Regions from separate parts of the Gossypium hirsutum genome. Here all the other regions are linked to region 1. The links are chromatin contacts, called in public Hi-C maps. All regions are on one chromosome and are shown on one strand. The core of a region is the stretch at or near the end of the contact, and the rest is flanking DNA. Distances in the headings are between cores, read along the strand shown.

Region 1 (4,036 bases), core at 897-3,396:
AAGCAACGAAACTTCCTTCACCGCAAAAAAGAATCCATCGCTACAGGAAAACGAATGGATAACTTATTAATATAGCACTGAAAGAAAAATATCTCTTCCCTAAAGAAATGCATGATCTACTGAACAAGTGGAAAACCAATTAATTGCTGGTTAGGATAAAATATGCTTTTGTACACTATTATGAAAAAAATTATGATCAGTGATTTTTTCTGTAACTCCCAAGTAAATGTCATCATATAGCTTAAAGCCTATAACAATCCAAAATCTCTACAATTAGTTCCAAATCTCAAAGATCCTAGTGCAGTGTTGCCTCCCTTAATTATGTTTCTCATGTCTTCAAAAACAGTAAACAATAAATTCGTCATCTTGAAATCTATATACAGAACAAGATATCTCCAAGGAACAAGTTCCTAACCAAATAATACCACCAAAAACATATACTTGAATCGACAATCAAAATCTATTTCTAAAACAGGACTTACTACCATTCACAAATTGCCCACAAAAAATGTAGGTCCAATCATGCAAAACTTCAAGCAGCAAAAATAAAAAACAAAAACAAAGTAACACTTAAAGACAGATGATAGTGCAGGCTAAAATACATCAAACCTTCATGTTCAAGACGCAGAAACATGAGATGTCCAAAAAGTAGTCACATTTGGAATTCACCATATAAATGAAATCTAGCAATCCTAAGATGCTACTATCCTTAATCCATCAAGCCAAACATGTAAGAAGGTGCTCTCTAAAGAAGAAAGGAGCCATACAGAGGCGCTTTCTTAAATGCTTAACTAAGACCAAGAACACTTCCTAACCCCAGATGCTTGAAACAAAAGATAAAATAAGGTGCCCAAAGATAAAATAACTTGCAACAAAAGCTACTAAATGAAAATGGATGTTATATTATAGGCAGAGTATCAAATCACTTACTCAGAAATCCCTTCGTAAACCGATCCAAATGATCCACTTCCCAGAAGCTCACCTTTCTCCCAATAAGTAATTGTCCTTTTGAACCTACCGTTAGGAGAAATATTTGACATAGGCTCTGTTGTAGTACTCGAAGAATCATCATCATTCGAAGTTGTGAAAGAACAAGACTCTGAAAGCACCGCATTGTCTCCTATTCTCATTAAATTTTCCTCCTTAGTATTTCCCTCATTAAACCCACCGTCCTCTCTTTTATATTCTTCGTCATCGGAAGACGAATGTGAGTTAACCGGAATCGCACACCCTCTATCGTCATCGGGGCCGAAATCCCTAAACAGATCCCAGGTGGAGCAGCCGTTATCGATCGCTTTTAGCTTCATTCCCGGAGGTGGCTTTAAAAACGGTGGCTTATCCCCTTTAATTCCACTATTCCCTCCTCCAACAACAACATTCGAAACGCAAGACGTGCTTGACTTCAATTCGGTTGTCGTAGTATTATCCACCGCAATTTTATCAGAAAAGCAGCATTCCCTTTTCGACTCGGACGAGTCCTTCCGAGTCAACTCAGTAGCCAAAACCCTCTCAGCCAATTCATCTACTGTTACTTCAGCGCCGGCGCCGCCTTTTACTAGAGCTGTCTCTTCTTTAGGACTATCCAACCGGTTTAATCTGGACCGAGGCAGAAGATCCGACGACGATCTGATCTTACGGGCCTCCCAGGCGGCGGTCGGGATTGAAAAATCTTCAGGACCATTAAGGCCCAAGCTCCGACAAATTCGATCGAGCTCTCCGTCGGTTCCTTCGAGACGAAAGCTTGTTTGATACAAATCGAGCGATCGTGTGACTAGAGGAGAAGAAGAAGAAGAAGAATCATCGAGAGACGAACAAAACGAGCCCGCATCGTAATCGATGTCCTTCGCTGCATTGCGTCGCTCGAGTCTAGGTTTTCTTCTGCTCCTTTTCGAGTCCATGGCGACTCTATTGCTAAAGAATCGAGGTAAGTGATGCATGTGGAACAGAATCCATCAAAATTCAAAAAAAAAGCTAAAGCAGCATAGGGTTTCCGAAAATATCAATTTAAGAAAGAGAAACGCTTTTGTTCTTTTTCTCCGTAACTTTCCTGGGAAAATTTAGGTGAGAAAAATTGGGAGCGAAAAGCGGCTGACCTAAAGAGAGAGAAAAAAAACGTGATAATGGTAGACAGAGTGGCTGGCTAGTAAACGCCGTCGGAAGAGAGAGAAATAAAGAGATTATACGCGTCGCCACGTGTCGCTTGCAAGAAATTTTTAAATCTTTGCATCCAAGGATTACTTTTTTATCCAGTTAGCTCCTTCAGTTTGTAAATTTTATTTTGGATTGTAATCACTAGGCCGTTTGTAATCGAATAGTTGCTTAGACTGTCCATTTGAAATAGTTTAATATTTATAGTTACTCATATTTGTATTTATATTTTAATTGTATGATATTGATTATATTTAAAAAAATGTAAATTAATCATATATATTAGATTAAAAAATAAATTGATTATTTTGTATATTAAAAAATTGATGAATATTTAATAGAAAAAATTGAATTGTTCTTTAATTTAACGTATAAGAATTAATTTATCTAAATTTTAATAAAAATATAAAATATAATTTGATTTCTAATATAAGAATCTTCATAATACTTTTATCGTAAATTTGTCGCCACATGAATAATAAGCTTATACCCAAATTTATTGTGTTGGAGTTACAATTTTTTTTTTAAAGTCCCACAACTATAATACATATACAAATATATATATATATATATATTTATGATCAATCGTAATATAAAACTTAACCAATATACAATACAACAAAGAAAGAATAAGATTCAAACCTTTTAAGGTCTAGTGCCTTAGCTTTTGCTAATAGTGTCTTTAATCTAATCATTGTCTGAGTCACTTGTCCAAGTTCGAGGGCTTATTTGAAAAGTAAGAGAATTTAGATAAAATATAAACTTGAAAAATAGGGTTGGACAAAAAAATAAGACTAATTCTCTAAACAAGTTAAGTTTCAGGTAAAATTATTTTTGTTCAGGATCGAGCCAGTCAGAATTAGTTGTTTTGTGGTTGTTTCATTATTGTTTTGCTTTCATTTTATTATTATATTGCTATTATATTATTATTATTGTTTAGATATTGTATAACTCATGTTTTATTATTAAATTTGCAACTTTGCTAAGTTACAACTATCTTAGTGTTTTTTAAGTATAAAGGCTTTTCTAATGTATTTTTAATTTGTTAGGAAATATTTATTTTAATGTATTTAATGTGTTATATTTTTAAGTTTATTTTTATATAAAAATAATTTTAAAAAATAAATACGGGCTAGACAGATTAGATTCAGATTTAGTATTTTTAATTTGAATAAAACTTAAACATAATTTTAAGTTTATTTTTCGTACCAAACTGAATCTAAACCTAAAAAATAAATCTTAAATTTTATATTGACCAGATTAGGTGTGTAGTGTCTAAACCTCATGAACAAAGATTAGATATTTTTAAATAAAATTTTGACTTCAAAATTTATAAATAAAAATCAAATTTTTTTAAAAAAAAATTGATATCAAATATAGAAAGATGTGTATAAAAACAAAGGGGTTAATGGTCTACAGCGGCTGGCATCAAAAGTAGACCAACATGGATATTCGTCATTATCCTTGGTAAATGTGTGAATTTGCGTAATGTTAAGAGTATGGTGAGATTTATACTCTAAAACAAAATCTATCTCTACTGGAATTGAATTAGTGTAATGCTATGTGAGTGGAGCCATCCACTCTAATTTTAATTTGATTCAATTGGAATCAAGATTTATTTATAAAATTTTAGTTAACTCATTCAATTCACATTTACATCATACCATATTTTTTAAGGTTGAGTTAAGTTGTAATAAAATTTTAGGTCCGATTGATAAGTTTGGCTTTAGCTCAGTTTGAAAAATAAGTTTAAATATTTGTTTAAGTCTAGCCTGCTTGTATTAATTTTTTAATTTTTGTTTTTATATAAAAAAATTAAAAAATATGATATATCAAATATACTAAAAATATTAAAATAAAAATTTTCTAACAAATTAAAAATAAATTA
Region 2 (4,202 bases), core at 1,166-3,665, 150 kb after region 1:
ATAATTTTTAATTTGCAAAAATAACTTTCTGAATTTTTAAAATTTTAGAAGATTAGTTAATTGCAGCCCATGTTAATAAAATTAATTAAAATTTTAAATTATTTTGAGATTATTTGATAAATAATACAAATTTAAAGGTTAAAAAAGGCAATAGCTCAAATGGCGGGTATGACTTTTTTTAAGTTAAAAGATCAAATAAGTTATTATGCTAAAATAGATACCCAAATTATTAACTAAGTACAAATTACAAATTACATGGAAGTTGTATGTTTGGATAGAAGAATTACAATAACTTAGAAAAATAATTTGCACTTGTGGGCATCGAGCAATCTGAGTTGAGCATTTCACCTTTAAAAATGTGAACTACAAAACTCTATCCTATCCAAACTGATCGAAAACCAAGCCGAGTGTATTCACAAAAGCAGGTGGTTGAAAATTAGACTTGAAAAAGCATCATCACACAAATATCCAAAAGTGAAGAGGATCAATCCTTCTTTCATAATCAAACTCATGACAGTAGAATACAATATTTATGAAAGTGAAACAATTTTCTAACCATCTTAAACCATTGATTAATTACAAAGGATACATTCTACGTTGCCTGTTCCAGGCTCCAAACTGTAAACACCGGATTAGGTTGGATATATATGTGTTATTCTGAGTGACAAGTCCAATATATCAGCCCACTGCAGTCAGAGATTCAATGAAATCAGAGGATTTCTTCTAGGATGACTAAGGCAGTATATGTATGGATTGACTATTTCTGTCTCATTCTCATATAGGTACAACACACAAGATTGATATTCATTTTCCGATTGAAATAATTACAGAAATTAACCTAACATGATATGGATGATAGCTGCAATTCCAAATACGGAAAACATTTACCTGATTAAGACAAACACACACTGTAAGATGCCTGCAGTACCAGTCCACACTGAAGGACCAGATTTCACTAGTGAGTCTTGTATCAAGAGGCCAACTGAAGCAGCTAGTGAGACAAAGGATACAACATAAGCAAAGAAGAGCCAGAGCTTCAACCTGTTGTAATCACGGATTAGCATCCATTAGCCCAAAACAAGCAATCTTATAGCAATTCTCATAAAAGGAATCTAGAGTTAGAATATATAGCAGAACATTTACTAGGATGGTCAGCAGATTCGTTGGGACATCTAGAAATGTGCCACATAAACAATCTTAATATAAGCAATAAACACAATTACATGAACACCAAGGCGCATGGCAAGAAAACAAAACAAGATAGAATGTGCATCAAAAGCATAAACACCATTAGCAATTCCCAATTGCTTTAATTCAAATAAAGCCCTAGTACCAAATCCAGAATTCTAATCTCTACAAGTGCCGATGAATAGATCAGCTTATTAAGTACCACTAAACACAAGGATGAACAGGACAAACCATGCATAACGCATATTGTTAGCCGATATAACACCCTCACCCTCACCCTCGGATAATTGCATCAATACATGGTGCAAACTTCTTTACATATACTACTGAAAATTTTCAATTCATAAAGAAACGATTATTGTCAGGCTTATGATTGAATCCGAAGAAATATGCTTATGGAATTCGGAGTTCAAAAGTAATCATTACAAAATCAATAAACCTCGTTTCAAGTAGCCATATGAACAAAAGCAACTCAATTTCACCAGAAAGTATCACAACTCAGAGCAAATAGTAAAACCCTAACTAAGTACTTAACTTTCAAAACACTGGCAAAATTATTATAATTTTAGCAAAATTCAGTAATAGAATGTATAATCAAACTCTGTAGAGCATATGGAAGGCAACTTCTCGGGGAAAAAAGCTTCAATTAAAATAGGTAAGGAAAAGAAATAGCTAACCTCCACTCGCCTTCATCATAAGGAGAGTAATCAATATCCTCTTTCCTAACGCAATTGAACATCAAAGCCGCGATAGAAGCAAATATTCCTAAATAAATAAATAATAATAATGATGAGCCATATAAACATTGATAATAAGAAATTAGAAAGGAAGCTGATAAATTAATGGAAGAAAAAAAGGTGAAACACGATGTACCAGGTAAATAGTGGATGAAAGAGACATTGACGGAGCTGCATACGACGGCGTCGATCCAAAACCACCAGCCAGCACCGAACACTGCGCCAGCGACGCCGGGACCGAAGATCGCCCACAGTTCCCCTAACTCCATTTGATTGATTGTTCTCCGATCTAATTAATTGACTAATAATTGACGAGGAACAAAAAGGAAAGAGAGAAAACTGTACAGCTAATATTCTGAACATTATTTTCCACTCTTATCGAGTTGTAGGCCACCAGCCCGATCGGGAAATCCGAGAAAGAGTTTGAGTAAAATATAAGATCTGTTTAAAAAATGAGTTGAGCTTTGGTAAAGTTTTTTTTGCTGAGGTTCAGCCCAATTCTGCCTGAATTTGTAATAAAAAAATCTTATTGTTTTGTTACTGTTTTTTCTTTTTCTTTTTTTTTTCTCATTTTTTACTATTATTATGCTAACATTTCACTATTATATTATTTTAGTGTTATTTAATTATAAATATTTTCTTAATTTGTTTTTAATTTATAAGGAAACATTTATTTTAATATTTTTAGTATTTGGTGTATTATATTTTTTAATTTTTTATATATAAAAAAAAAATTAATATGGTTGGGCTCAAGTTTTAGCATTTTTTATCCAAGCTAGGCTTGGATAAAATTTTAGGCTATTTTTCGGGCTGGCCTGAGCCTATCAATCAAGCCTAAAATTTTGTTAAGGCCTAACCCTAACTTGACCCGATCCATGGACAATTCTACTTATAACTCCATTTTGTTGATGTGTATATTTATGAAAACTTTTATTTCATCTAAAAATAAATGTATTAAACCTAAACTACACTCAATATCACTAAATTATTAATAAATTTATACTTTGATTATTTAATTTTAAAAAGATACAATTGATCATTGAACCATTTGAAAATTATAAGTTGGTCACTATCCCATTATGTTCCTAACCAATGTTAGATGTGGGGATGAGTCAGTTTACACTTTGGTCACTCTTGTATTAGTAAGTTTACAATTTGGTCAATTAAATATTAGTAAAATTATAATTTGGTCACTTGACTATTAGCAAATTTACAAGTCATTCTGAGTGTTATTTAGTGACCAAATTGTAAACATACTAATAGTTGAGTTACCAATTTCTAAACTTACTAATAGTTGAGTGACCAAATTGTAAACTTACCCATCCCCACATCTAGGAACTTAACAGGTGACCAACTTGTAATCTTCGTATAATTTAGTAACTAATTTGAATATTTTTTAAGTTGAGTAACTAAAGTGTAAACTTAGTAATAGTTTAGTTATCTTGGATGTAGTTTACCTAAGTACTAATTTAGATCATGCTAGCAAATTAGTATTTATCAAAGGGTAAACTACACAGATAGTCACCGAACTATAAAAAATTCTCATTTTAGGCACCGAAAAAAAAAGTTTACAATTTAGGCACCCACATTACATAGTTTGTTCATTTTTGTCACTCTCTTTAAAAACTCTAATGATAAATTATTTCTAAAATTTTGATTTTCCACATAATATAAGTAAAATAAAAACTTATTGTTTTAGTCCTCAATCTTTTAATATAAATGAGGTTTAATCTTACTTTAAAAAATAAATTTTAACCATAATTTAAAAAAAAATTCTCTTTCACATCCCCAAATTTCCATGACCAAAAATAAAAAAATCAAATCTATAGATTTCTCTTTTTGTGATTTGTTTTATCTAACTTGGCTATTGCTAGATCTGAATGGGTCGGGTCACCCGTCCAAGCCCGAAAGCCCGCTTGAAAAGTGGAAGGGTTTGAGTCAAAATATAGATCTGAAAAATAGGTTTGGACAAAATGATAAGGTTCATTTTCTAAATGGGTCGAGACTCAGGTAGGATTTTTTTTCCTAGGCTCGACCCTGCCCAAATCAGTCTTAACTTTCTTTTTTGTTACTGTTTTGCTGCCATTTTGCTATTATATTGCTACTATTTTGTTGTTATTGTCTGGATATTGTATAACTCTTATTTTATTGTTAATTTTGCTACTATTTTAGAGGTATTTAATTACTGCGTTGTAACTATTTTATTGTTATTTAAGTATAAAGATATTTTTTAATATATTTTCAATTTGTTAGGAAGAAGAAAAATAAAGTATAAAC
Region 3 (3,881 bases), core at 1,381-3,880, 190 kb after region 1:
AAAAAAATAAAATATCATTTTAGTACTCCAATACTTTTAAGATATTTCTAACTTATCGATACTAATAATTTTGGGGGCTATGGAAATAACTAATAATACTTAAATTTAATTAAATCACAATGCGCATCAAGTTTAGGCTTGTTCATGGGTTGTGTTACTCGCCTAATTCAAAGATCTGATAAAAAATTAGACTTAAAAAATGAATTTGGACAAAAAAATTAAGCCCATTTAGAATATAGGTTGAGCTTAAGCTTAAACATTCAAGACTCGAGATTTTTTAATTTTGTAATATTTTATATTTTGTTATTTTTATATATTATGTAATTTGTAACGTATAAAAATTAAATCTATAGTAATATAATGTAGACATTAAAAAAATTAAGATAATTATATATAGAATTATTAAATATTAAATTAAAAATAAAATAAATATAAAAAAATTTAAAAATAATATGAGTGGGTCTAAAATAGACTTCTGTTAGCCATTTACAAGTGTAACCAAATATTATTATTATCATTATTATAATCTTACATTGTACATGGATATAAAAATAGAGTTGGAGAACAAAATCTATCATCCACCCTAAAATTGATTTTCATCTTGCCATGAAATGTTTTATCTTCAACCAATATTTTTGAAATCAGGCCAGGCGGGCCAGTCAAACCGGTTGAAGCAGGTAAAAATCCCGTTTGAATCGCGAACCAACCAGAATCGCGGTTGAAGTGCTAACCAACGATCGAAAAAACTGGTAAAAAAACGGTTGAAAGGATTTTTGAAATATTTAAGCTAAATTTGCCTAGGCCAAATCGAAACAAAAATAAAATAAAAGCCCACTGTTAAAATAATAAAAGCCTAGTGTTAAAAACTTAAAACTAGCACAAAACATATGTATCCAAACAAAAAAAATATTGTTTTAGGTTATCGTCATGACTTCATCAACCAGAGATTTCAGATTTGAGAGATGTTCAGTTTATCAGAGAAGAAAAACATTTGCCAAGAAGTAGCTTCTGACAAAAAATTCTCACGCTTAAGAAAGATTTTAAATAAATAATAATAATAAAAGCAAAGAAAATGGTGAAAAAGATGAACTCATAAAAAAAAAAATAGAAAGCAACTTCAATCTTTTAGGAAGGAAAAAAAATATAATTATCAGAAGGAAACTCAAATTGACGAAATTATATGTTTTTTTAAAATAAAATTTAAAGAAAACTCAAATGGATTATGAAATTAGAGTTTCTTATAATCATCCCAAATTGTCCCTTAGACAGAAAATAAATTTCTTTTCCATGGTAGTCCCCAAAAATAATTCCCAACACACTAAAATTCAAAACTAAAAAATAAATTCTTTGTTTATTGATATTTATTTTAATACGAAAAGAAAGAAGTTGAGATCTATTCAATTTTTTAGTTTCTTTTGCTCAAATCAATTGTTCTTTTCTCTCTTCTTTTTCTACAGTCTTGTAATTTGTAAATATGTTCAACCAGCAGTTAAAATTGATTCTGTCCAAAATTAGTCTATTACTCTAATTATAAAACCCTTGTTTTCAACTTTTAAATAATATTCATATTTTTTGGACGCTACTATTTGAAAATGTTACAATATTGAATGTTATTTATAATGGTTTTTTTTTATTTAATAGAATTATAATAGTAATTAAATGATTATTAATTTAAAATAATATCTATTAATTATTATAATTCAAACAAATAAATATAAAAATATTAGTAAATGTAATTTATGTCAAATGATAGCTTGTGAAGTAATGAGCATTCCTGTGAAAACATAATAAAAATTGGTTAACCAAGTCAAATGATAGCTATTTCGTCTTAATTGTTGGAATACTACTTCTTTTGAATATATTTTTATATGTTTAAATCGATTGTCATGTTGGAATATTACTTTTGAATTAATTTTTTATATGTTTAAATTGACTATTACATAACACTTCTAATTGTAGCTTGCCCCTTCCCCAAGATTAATATATTGGCTCCGCCACTTGTAATTTATAACACAAAAAATTAAACCTATAGTAGTATATGTTACCATGATGTAAACATTAAAAAATGTTAAGTTACTTATATATAAAATTTTAATAAATGAAAAATATATAAAATTATTAAAATTTAAATTAAAGTTAATATAAATATTTTAAAAACAATATAAGTAGGCCTCAAATTAGCATACGCCAATCATTTATAAATGTAAATTGATTTGAATAAAATTTTAAGTTATTAGTTCAAGTTGTACTGAATAAATATAAAATGTATTAATATTTAAAGACAAAAAAGTAAAATTGATTAAGGGAGAGAAAAATGAAAAAATATTTTGAAAGATAGAAAATACAATTTTATCATGATTTTCTAAAAACTAAAATTATTTGGTAACAATGGCAGCCTTCCATCACCAGAATTATTACATCAATTTTTTATCTGATTGTTTAAAAAGAATGAACCTAGCCGTCATTCAATCTGCATGAGTTTACAAACCAAGTGAACCATTCTTCGTACGCCACCTATCTTCCATTTTGTCCACGTGCAATCTTACCGGAACAAGCCGGTATGCCCTACTTGCTATCCCCGGTCAACAAAACGTTCCATTCTTCAAAATCTCATCTACCTTCATTCAACCACATCTTCGTCAACCACCTGTCTTCCGGTAACCCACCTCCCCTCCTTGCCTTTTCTAAGGTTTCAGTTTCAGGGACTCATTTGTAAACACACACGCAAAATTTATTTATACATATTCTATGGGAAGCTCTGTTTGTGCGAAGCATCGTTATTTCCGTTATTAGGAATTTCAACTCCTCGGGAAAAGTTCCCCCAAACACTTCAAAAATTTCCCTTTTAGGGTTTCAATGGATTTATTTCATACTAAATCGGGTTTGTCCCTGGGTTTTACTAAATCCTCCATTGCGGATGATCCGATTTCGCTTCAAATGGACACCACCTTTCGCTTCTCCGTCTCACCCGTTCCGTTACAGTTGTTCGAGGAAAAAGACGACGGCCACCGTGAAAATCGCATCGAAAGTGATGAAGAAATTAGGATTTGGGGGCAGTCTATGTGTGTGAAAAGACAAAGGGATCCTAAACCTCTTCCAAATCCTTGTAAACGGTTTGCTCCCGACCCCGGTCTGGACCAAAGACGAGCCGCGGTCAGGTCGTGGGGAAACCAACGGCTACAAGAGGCCGATCCTGAATTGAGTGAGATCATGAACAAGGAAAAGCAGAGGCAATTCTTAGGAATTGAGCTTATTGCTTCTGAAAACTTTGTGTGCCGAGCTGTGATGGAAGCTTTGGGAAGCCATTTAACAAACAAATACTCCGAAGGAATGCCTGGAGCGAGGTACTACACGGGCAATCATTTTATTGATCAAATCGAAAGCCTATGTCAAGATCGTGCAATGGCAGCTTTTAATCTTGATTCCGACAAATGGGGAGTCAATGTGCAGCCTTATTCGTGTACTTCTGCAAATTTCGCCGTTTATACGGGACTTTTATTACCTGGTGATCGGATGATGGGATTGGATTCGCCCTCTGGAGGGCATATGAGCCATGGATGGTATATGCCGGGTGGGAAGAAAGTCTCTGCTGCGTCGATATTCTTTGAGAGTTTTCCTTACAAGGTGAATCCTCAAACAGGGTTTATTGATTATAATAAGCTTGAGGAAAAGGCGCTTGATTATCGGCCCAAGATTCTAATTTGTGGTGGGAGTTCGTATCCTAGGGAGTGGGATTATGCAAGGTTTAGGCAAATTGCAGATAGATGTGGAGCTGTTTTGATGTGTGATATGGCTCATATTAGTGGTCTTGTGGCAGCCAAGGTTTGAAAATTTTCTTGTTTAAATTACTTATTAGTTTGATGTTTTGATTGTAGTTCAAA

The links. A called contact is a pair of places that touch in the nucleus more often than the background predicts.
Region 2: a contact with region 1 is called in a Hi-C map of leaf, with 5 times the contacts expected there. The contact joins the promoter of LOC107951435 here to the promoter of LOC107951438 in region 1. A contact is called at or near these places in 18 of 34 Hi-C or Micro-C datasets (anther, callus, hypocotyl and 3 more).
Region 3: a Hi-C map of leaf shows a contact between it and region 1, with 2.4 times the contacts expected there. The contact joins the promoter of LOC107951434 here to the promoter of LOC107951438 in region 1. A contact is called at or near these places in 12 of 34 Hi-C or Micro-C datasets (anther, callus, hypocotyl and 2 more).

The regions. Positions count from the first base shown.
Region 1 is chrA02:15,268,477-15,272,512 of Gossypium_hirsutum_v2.1, forward strand. It overlaps LOC107951438 (mitogen-activated protein kinase kinase kinase 1), which reads right to left and starts at 2,147. Exons shown (of 9, transcript XM_041085349.1): 1 at 931-2,147; 2 at 1-40. The coding sequence starts at 1,937.
Region 2 is chrA02:15,417,163-15,421,364 of Gossypium_hirsutum_v2.1, forward strand. LOC107951435 (transmembrane protein 50 homolog) reads right to left here and starts at 2,416. Exons shown (of 4, transcript XM_016886501.2): 1 at 2,062-2,416; 2 at 1,866-1,953; 3 at 889-1,041; 4 at 476-686. The coding sequence starts at 2,194. The coding sequence ends at 653.
Region 3 is chrA02:15,461,735-15,465,615 of Gossypium_hirsutum_v2.1, forward strand. LOC107951434 (serine hydroxymethyltransferase 7) reads left to right here and starts at 2,631. Exons shown (of 5, transcript XR_005907764.1): 1 at 2,631-3,822.